2 separate regions of the Sus scrofa genome follow, and region 1 is linked to region 2. Evidence: chromatin contacts called from public Hi-C data. All regions are on one chromosome and are shown on one strand. The core of a region is the stretch at or near the end of the contact, and the rest is flanking DNA. Distances in the headings are between cores, read along the strand shown.

Evidence for each region. Hi-C and Micro-C count contacts between places; a contact is called where the count stands out from the background.
Region 1: a Hi-C map of liver shows a contact between it and region 2, with 6 times the contacts expected there. The contact joins the promoter of HP1BP3 here to the promoter of DDOST in region 2. A contact is called at or near these places in 3 of 47 Hi-C or Micro-C datasets (heart right ventricle, liver and skeletal muscle) and 2 of 2 datasets of contacts at active chromatin or transcription factors (alveolar macrophages and skeletal muscle).

Annotation. Positions count from the first base shown.
Region 1 is chr6:79,006,490-79,011,095 of Sscrofa11.1, forward strand. It overlaps HP1BP3 (heterochromatin protein 1-binding protein 3), which reads right to left and starts at 1,432. Exons shown (of 12, transcript XM_021097635.1): 1 at 1,288-1,432.
Region 2 is chr6:78,892,499-78,897,654 of Sscrofa11.1, forward strand. DDOST (dolichyl-diphosphooligosaccharide--protein glycosyltransferase non-catalytic subunit) reads right to left here and starts at 3,222. Exons shown (of 12, transcript NM_214188.1): 1 at 3,186-3,222; 2 at 3,052-3,183; 3 at 2,708-2,818. The coding sequence starts at 3,204.

The DNA of each region.
Region 1 (4,606 bases), core at 182-2,681, 110 kb after region 2:
GTAAAGTTCCAGGCGAATTCCTGGGTATATTTCTAACTAATTTTCACTTTTCAATGTAACGAAAAGTCAGGAAGCATAATAAACCACAGAGAGAAAATGCCTATGCGGAGAGGGCGGTAAGGTTCACCTTGCGCAGTCCTTTGTGCAGGGGAGCGCACTCCCTCAAAAAAGTTGTGACTCGTTCTCCATCACAGTAGTCAATTCGGTATCAAAACTCTGAAACCGGGCTCTCACTCGACCACTCCTGCCTCCATCTCTATACAAACGCTCCTAGTCACAAGTTGGACTTTGTTAACTAGAACCACACCGTCTAAGGAGCGGTGAGCAACAAGCTCTAGGAAAGCCATACGGGAAAACGAAAGCTTAGGCCCGCGTCGCAGCAGCAGCGGCAGCGGCAGCGGCAGCAACAGCAAAAGGCTTTTCAGGGACGCCAACAGCTGACAGCGCGCCCAGACCGCCGAGAGACTGGGCAAAGACCAGCAGAGACAAAGGCAGGGAGCGGCCGGTGTGCTGCGCGAGCACAAGGCGGGGGAGAGCGGAGCTAAGATGAAGACTGCGAGGCCAAGGAGGGCGGGCTCAGCGGCGGCGGACACCGAGGACACCGGCTGACAGCTCGGGCTCACGCTGCGGAAGGCACGCTGGGAGGCCCACGCCGCGATCCGGGCAGCGCCCGCCCGCGCGAGCCAAGAAGCGGCGGACCGTGGGCACCAACGCCCCGCGCACTCACCGCTGGGAGCTCCGTAATGGCGGCGGCGGCGGCGGCAGGGGCGGAGAACCCGGGGGGGCGGGACCGCCGCAGCCAGTCACCGCCGCCGGCATCTTTCGAACCGGCCCGGAAAACCGCTGAGGGAGTGGGGTGAAGGGGAGGGCGGGGGCGGACGTCGGGGGTCCACCGCGGGGCTCCGGAGCATGCGCAAACTCTCAGCCAATCGGAGCGGGCGGGAGGACGCCAGCGCAGGCGCACTGGGACGCAGGGCCCTCGATCAGGGAAGAGCTCCCCCACCTTCCCCTAGTCCAAACAAAACAAGGGCGGGAGCGCGCGTGCCAGAGGGCCCCGGAGGAGGCTTCAGCTCAAGGGGCAGGGGGCTAGGTCGCAGGGGGGAGGGATGGGGGGGGCGGAGCGGCCGGGGAAGGCAGACAAAAGGCACCACCTCCAGGGACGCGGGCGCCCCGCCCCCTCCGCTCAGGGAGCGGCGGCGGCGCCCCGGGCAAGCGTCCTCTGCCACTCGCCTTCGGGTCTAGCCGACCCGCGCCCACTCCCCGTCCGCCTGTTCCGTACTGCGTTACCTCTGCGCTCCCCCCTTCCTGGCGCCCGCGTCCCGCACAGCTTCTCAACGCCGCTGTCGTAGCCGCTCGTCACCACCGCCGCCGCTGTCCTCCAGGCCCAGCCGCCGAGCTCTGCCGCCCCGCCCCCCTGCCCGCGGCCCCGCGCGCGCGCTCGCGCGCGCCCCCTTTGCCAGCCCCGCCCCCCCCGCGCGCCGGTGGCCGCGCCCCGAGCCCGCGGGAGCGAAGGGAGCGCGCGAGATTTGCCTCCCCGGTCGGGCGCGCGGGGGCGCGAGAGGGCGCTCCGGGACGCGGGGACGACCCGGCTGGGGTCTGTGTCCGCGCGCAGCTTTCGCCGGCGCTGTGCTAGTGGCGCGCGTTAGCTTGGGTGGTGAGGTTTCGCTTCCTCGGAAGGACACTCTTTTCACTTACACTTCTGTGGTCTATTTCAGTCCCCGGTCTTAACTGGGCTTTGGCTTTGGCGATCCGCCTGCCTGCCGTTAGAGGGGTTGGCATTTCCCGCTTCTCAGTTTAGCTTCTTTGAAGACCGTGGAATAATTAGGAATTCAGCGGAAAGTTCATTTCCTCTCATTCGTTCCCATTAAGTATCCATACAGTACAGGGCAGAGTAATGGCTCAGGAAAAGAACTGTGAAAGTTGATTTTCTAATCATGAGTCTTCCCTGGCTCCCTAATCCGCAAACGCGGGAGGGTTCTCAACAAGGAAACCTTGGGATTAGAAAACGGAATTCCCTAGGAAATGTCATATTAGGTTGGTATCAGCGTACTTAGGCTACGTATTGTTAAAAAGTGTAACTTTTCAAAATCAGTTTGGGAAAATTCGATGTATCTCCAATAGTAGGTGTTTTGTCGGGGGTAGAGAGGGTTTGGGTAATGAATATAGGGAAATAATAAGCACAATTGCCTTGAGGCTCACAGTAGTATGACTAATTCTCAAATGCATGTTCCTGTCATTTTAAAGATTTGTGAAATCATTTAGCTCAGTCCTCAGGCTCTGCCATTAACTGTCTCACCAGCCTTCCCAGGTATAGCCATCTACTCCATCTGTTCCAAGATCAGCTGTATAAAAATTTAACCACCACACCACCACCAATTCTTTACAAGGTGTTATCATTAACATCCCGATTACATTACCAGTGCCCTGGTGTTCTAGTGTCAGGCTAAACATGTTCACAAGGGGTTTTGGTTACTTTGTGCCATTTCTTCAACCTACTCATTTCCTTATCAACATTTCTATCTTTTGTCTCCCCCCCCCCTTTTCCCTCTTTTTTGGCTGCCCTGTGGCTTATGGAGTTCCTGGGCAGCGATCAGACCTGAGCCTAGATTTTTTTTTTTTTTAATTTGCTTTCTTTTTTTTTTTTTTGTCTTTTTGCCTTTTTTCTTGGGCCGCTCCCATGGCATATGGAGGTTCCCAGGCTAGGGGTTGAATCGGAGCTGTAGCCACCAGCCTATGCCAGAGCCACAACAACGCAGGATCCGAGCCATGTCTGCGACCTACATGGCAATGCTGGATTGTTAACCCACTGAGCAAGGGCAGGGATCGAACCCGCAACCTCATCGTTCCTAGTCAGATTTGTTAACCACTGCACCACGACGGGAACTCCTGAGCCCAGATTTTTATGTGTGTGTACTTTCTAGGGTTACACCCGCAGTATATAGAGTTCCCAGGCTAAGGGTCGAATGGGAGCTACAGCTCTCAGCCTACACCACATCCACAGCATCTGAGCTGCATTTGTGACCCACACCACAGCTCACAGCAACACCGGATCCTTAAACCACTGAGCGAGGTCAGGGATCGAACCTGCAACCTCAGTTGGATTCATCTCTGCTGCGGGACTCCCATGAGCCAGCAGTTTTCTACCTACACTGCAGCTGTGAGTACAGGATCTTTTAACCCACTGTAGGTGCCAGGGATTGAACCTGCATCCTGGCGCTGCAGAGATGCTGCTGATTCCGTTGTGCCACACAGTAGGAAGTCCAATCTCCCTTTGTAAAGACTCTTCCATGTTTATGTATTCAAATACTTAAAACATCCTATCTTTCCTCTTTTTCCCTCAAATGTCTGTAGCCCCATCTCATGCAAGAAGTTGACACACAGGTAAGAGAAAACTAGATTTCTCCTCTCCACAGATTTTTTATTTTAAAAAACACACAAACACAAACCTTACTCTGTTGTTTGCAATATATACACCTGAGGGAAAACCCTGAAACAAAATTATTTTTCAAGAGGGTGCACATGGAGGCTTGCACGTGCCCCCACTCCATGCACTAAATCTACCGCTCAAGTCTGAAGCTGTTTTTCACTTACAAAGGGATTTGAAATTTTTATTGTGCGTGTTTTAGTGCTTAGGCATTTTACCTCTGCTAAATGTAATATGTCATCAGTTTTGATTTTTATACTTAGCTGAATCTGCGTTAAGACTCCTTGGGGGTATGGTTTTATAGTTTTTCTCACTTGGCTTTCTTTGAGCTATACTGGTTGTATAGTATACATCATTCAGTTGCGTTTGTTAAAAACAGTTACATGATGAGTTTTATACCCTTTACTTAAGCAGTGAGGCTGTTTGATGTTCTTCACTGGAGGGAACACATACCTTTGTGTGTTTAGGAGCAGGACAGATCTTATAGAGTGTATGGAGTTATGGTCACAGCACTAGTAAAACCCTCTTGCCCGGAGACTTCTCACACTGATATCAAAGTCCTTGAAGTTCCAACATTCATTCCTTTTAAGCTTCACTCTCTTCTATAGCACTTTCAAAGTGATAGTAGCAAGGAGAACTGAAATACTGGCCTCAAATTGATAGTTGAGAATTCACTGTTTTACTTATTTATTTTTTTGCTTTTTAGGGCCGCACCTGTGGCATATGGATGCCAGTTGGGTTATTAACCCGCTGAGGCACAATAGGAACTCCCATGAATTAATTGTTTCAACCTCTGTAGCTGAGAATCAAAAGCTCTCCATTTGACAGTTACAGATCAGAAGAGTAAGAATTCTGCGTGTCTGACTAGAGGAGGAGCTTCCAGGAGACAGAAGAGGAATAATTATGCTGTCATCTGTCATGACTGCACAGTTCTGCCCAGGGCCGCCCAGGTTAGAAGATAAATGGCTCAGGAGACCCAGAAACTTGAGGAAATGTAGGGTTTTGTGAACTAGAAAAGCAAGTGTTAGGAAATTCCCAAAATGCAATTGTATCATCTCGTTTTCAACCAAAAACATCCATTTCTTTTAGAAGCCAAGTCCTTGTTGAAACTTTAGCATATAGCTTGCTTTGCAGACATCCTGGCCTATGGTCAATGTGATCAGTTTTTAACTATTCCTCAAA
Region 2 (5,156 bases), core at 1,972-4,471:
CTTCCAGCTTTCTCCAGCAAAGAGAACGGTCACAGTGTGACACTGGTCTTAACGCCTCACCTCCTCTTTTAAGAGGACATCTCCCTTTGTGGCTCGGCAATTAATGACCCTAACTAGGATCATGAGGATGCAGGTTCAATCCCTGGGCTTGCTCAGTGGGTTGGGGATCTAGCATTGCTGTGAGCTGTGGTGTAGGTCGCAGATGCGGCTTGGATCCTTGGATCCTCATGGCTGTGGCTGTGGCATAGGCCAGCAGCTGCAGCTCCAAGCCAATTCGACCCCTAGCCTGGGAATTTCTATATGCCGAGGGTGTGGCCCTAAAAAGCAAACAAAAAAAGACATCTCAGGCCCGAAGCCTTCTGCAGGCAGCACTGCATTCATTCTATTTACCGTTATCTGCTACTGAAAGCAAGCGATGGTGCTGGCATTCCATTTTCGGTGGTGATAATGGGTCCATTACTGGTTTCCTTTTAAACTTATTGTCATTTTCTTTTAAGTGGGTCAATTTGAAGAAAAATATTAGCACAAAAGATACAGAATAAGGTAAAAATCATGAAGGAGGTACAAAAATGAGAAAACGTGTGAATTGTTTCAGGCTCTACCATTTCTCCCACCAACAACAGTCCACCTCGGCCTCCGCCGCTAGTGACAGTCCTGGGCTGCCTCCAGAGCACAGCTTGGACAGTCAGTCCCTCTACTCCATCCTGGACATCCCGACACATGGTTTGGGAACTCATTTCAAGTCTTTATTTTTATTTCCTCAAAGTCAGACTGAAAGATTCCTGGAGCGCAGGCTCTCAGTCTGTTCAGTACTGATTTCAGAATGCCAACACGGCAGCAACCTGGAAAATGCCAATCAACCTGCTAAAGGCTCCATTTGCCTGCCTAGTGACTTGAAGATTTTAACCGATACAATATAAGGTCACATCCACCCAATGGCACTGGCCTCCAAAAAGTCCGTTCCAAAGACAGGGGACTTGGGGTTCCCTGATGGGAACTAAGGGAAAAATACATCAGGGATTTGGCGGGGCCCAATGTCCCACAAATTACAGAGAATAAAATAGATACACAATAAAGAGAAAGACTTCCTAAGCTTCAGCAATTGAAGGAAGCGATAACAGTCCTTACCCCACGCATGGACAATGTGTGTACTCTGAGAAAAAAATAAAATCAAAACCACTACAGAAGAGGGAGTTCCTGTTGTGGCTCAGCGGTTAGCAAACCCGACTAGCATCCAAGAGGACAAGGGTTCGATCCCTGGCCTCGCTCAGTGGGTTAAAGATCCGAAGTTGCCGTGAGCTCTGATGTAGGCTGCAGACTTGGCACAAATCGTGCGTTGCTGTGGCATAGGCCAGCGGCTACAGCTCCGGTTGGACCCCTAGCCTGGGAACCTCCATATGCCACAGATGCAGTGCTAAAGAGACAAAAAAAAGACAAAAAAGACAAAAAAAAAAAAAAAAAAACCCACTAAAGAGAACAACTAGAATGCTCACCAAAACAGCACAAGGAGTTCCCATCGTGGCTCAGTGGTTAACGAATCCAACTAGGAACCATGAGGTTGCGGGTTCCATCCCTGGCCTTGCTCAGTGGGTTAAGGATCTGGCATTGTTGTGAGCTGTGGTGTAGGTTTCAGACGTGGCTCGGATCCTGCGTTGCTGTGGCTCTGGTGTAGGCCGGTGGCTACAGTTCCGATTAGACCCCTAGCCTGGGAACCTCCATATGCCACGGGAGTGGCCCTAGAAAATAGGCAAAAAGACAAGACAAGGAAAAAAAAAAAAAAAAAAGCACAGCAAAAGAGGAACAGACCAAGGAACTGGGGATATTTAGTCTGAAGAAGAAACAAGAGAATAAGCCATGATTAGGCAAAGGCTATGGTTATAAACAAAATAAGCATTAGACCTATTCTCTAAGGCCCTGGGGAGTATAAGAAACCCTTTCCCTCCCCTCTCACCCACCCAAATAAACACAGCGAGGCGGGATAGGGGGGTTCTCTTGTGGTGCAGCATGTTAAGGATCCCATACTTCCACTGCACTATGGTGCAGGTTCAATCTGCGATCCCTGGCCTGGGCACTTCCACATACCACAGGAGCAGCCAAAAACAAAAACAAAAACAAAAACAGCGGGAAGTGGGAGAAAAACTTCAGCTTAATATAAGAACTTCTTAACAGAGTATCCAGTGGTGGAGCAGGCTGCCTCATAAGAGAGTGAGCTCTCTCACAGCAATGTCAATGGAAAAATCTGGTGAAGATGTTCATTCCACTCAACAACTAGCCCAGCCCTGGACAAAACCCCACAGCCTCAAATAGGAGGTTGCACTAGATAATCACTAAAGGTTCTTTTCAGCCTAAGATCCCATCTGAATTCTTAGAATCAAGTTACCACCAACTTATCTCTTTACAGCAAATCCCATTTAGAACATGCCCTTTCCTCTTTCCACACAGGCAGAGTCCTTTAACAGCGAAAACTCCCTTCTCAGAGTAGCAGAGCAGGGAGTTCTACGATCTGCAACAACACGTGATTCCACAATCCTCAGCTGTATCTTTCGAGAAAGAGATGTCCTCTCCTAAGCCCAGGTTAGAAGTTAACACTTTCTCCTCTCTGGTAGCAGCAGCGCCCAGGTCTGGTTACCCATCCCATCCCAGAAGATGCCCAAGGTCCAGTCCTGGGCCTCGAACCCCAGTTCTGAGAACGACTCGCAGCCCTTACCTTCTACCGAAGGTGAAAAGACGATGAGATTGTCATAGAGGAACTCTCCGTACTTAATGAGGGACAGGCTGGGGTCATCTGCGGTCTTGAATGTGAGTACGAAGCCCCGATCTGCAAAAGAAAACAGAGAGCTGAGGCAGACGGGTCGCAAAGGTAAACCACTGCCGCAAAAAACATGAGCGTGCTCCCCCACACCCTCCCTCCCGCCCCACTAGCGGCAGGTCAGACTCGGGCGGCCAGCTCGTGGAAAACCAGGGGGAAGGAGGGTGGCCAGCGTCCTCGGGCTTGGGTACCTTTCCATCCCCAGACTTTCCACCTGCCACCGCCTCGGGCCCCAATCTCACCCTTTAGGCTCCGGAAGAAAAGTGAATGCGTCTCCCGCAGGTTGAGGTTGTCCAGAAGCACTAAGGTACGGGGACCGCTGGCGCCGACCAGGCCAAGCAAGGGAAGCAGCAGCCACAAGAGCGACCAAGCACGGCCGCGGCGCCGAGCTCCATCTTCCTACTTCTGCCAAAGAACCCAAGCACCTGGACACCGGAAATGCCCCTTCCACGGTCGCCCAATCGCAGCTCTTGGTAGTGAAGTACCACCGGAAGTGATCCTTGTACGCCGGGGCTGGGCCTATGGAGCTGCTGCTCGGACAGCGAGTGGAGGGGTGCAAGGCCGGAAGTGCCCAGTAGGAGGTGGGTTCTCCGAGTGCTATTGGCGGAAGGGGCGCGCGGGTCCGCCCCCCCGAAAAGAAAAGGCTCAATCCTAGAGAGACAGCTCTGCTGCCGTGGCCAATCAACAGAGTCGAGAGCCCTTTGGCTCCGCCCACCCTGGCCTCCTTCGGGAGCCCAGAGCCCGCTTCCCGCCGAGTTTGGGCCGGATCCCGCCTCTTCATCCTATTGGCCCAGGTCTGGGCCCAAGCGTTCTGGAGCGGTGGCTGGCCCACCGCGGGCCACCTCCTCGGTCTTCACTGGCCCAGGACTAGGAGCCATGCCCCACCTCCACTATCTCCAGGAAGGTAGTGGCTGGAAAAAGTTCAGCCACTGGGGGATGGGGGAACTTTGTCCCGCTGCTCACCGGGCCTTGGCACTAGCCTGTCCTACCCAGCCCGGTGGCGTACGCTGGAGGCAGTCTGGCAGATTGCTCTAGCTCAGTTCATCTCCAAGCCCCATGTCTCACTAGGCCTGTTATCTGGACATTTCACTTTGTCTCCAGGCCACGGTCCTAGGCCGGCAATAGAAATGGCGAGGCCCACCTCTGGGACAGCCTAGGCTCTTGGGAGGACTAGGGCGAGTTTTGAAGCGCTTAATGCAGAGTCAGGCTGAGCCTCTACTCAGCACTGCTGGCTCCCATTCCTTCTAAACTGACACAGGGGCCTCCAGCTCACTGCCTCAGTACCACCATGGGTCTAAATAAAAGCTACCACAAGTATCTCCAAGACTTCAACTATTCTCAGTGTTCCAACCACGATCCTGGGGCAGATGACGAAGGTAACTGTGGAGAAAGAAGGCAGCCATCCTTTTCTGACCTTTTACACTGGTCCACCAAGCCAAGAACATCAAAACCTCCCTCTGTGCATCTCCTTAATGGATTCTACCTCTATCCCCACTGGCTGCCCCTAACTCCTGCCCTGCAGCCCAGCCCTCCTGCCTTTCTGCACACGATGCCACATCAATCTACCTCTAGCTCAGAGCTGGCTGAACAGTTTCCACCTAAACTCATCTTGGCAGCCTTACCCTCTCTGTCCCTGCTCAGGGACTTCCATGGAACAGGTCTCCTCCTTTCATATACCCTGAGCTTCCCCACCTCCTGCCCTTTGTTCATGCAGCCTCTTCTCCCAGGAACCCTCTCCCCACATTCCCGCCTTAAGCCCGGGATCATCTTAGATTTTACGGTAGTCCCATGCTGCTCCCTTCACAAGGGCACACTGTTCCCCATAAAGAACTGATCTTGGGACCTCTCACTCCAAAGTATGCACTGGCCTGCCTCCCCTTAGACTGATCTCCGAAGTTACCTAGCACCCTCCATCCCAGTTTCTCCAGGGCCTGAGCTCCTTGGCCCAGCATGTGGCTTGTGGCAGGTACCACAGTAATTAATACAAAATTCTGCGGGAAGGACAGAGGACGACTAACACAGAGCACCTGCTACGTACCGGGAACATTATACACTATCTCATTTAACTGTCACAGTAACCCTATGAGGTCAGTATTATCCCCATTTCACAGACAAGGCTCAGGGTGAAATGAGCCTTAGTACAGCTCCAAAGGCCAGGCCTTTCCCCTCAGACTGTGGGCCCCTCCCACAGGGCAGGCCTTGGGTACAAGGGGCAAGGAGCTAGGTATGTGGCTTGGATTCATTTCTGGCCATGTTAGGACACACAGTTCCAGCACAGTCCCTGGGGGCTATCAAGACCTGAGTCTCTGGGGGTCAGCAAAGTATGGCTTCTATTCTCCAAAACAGG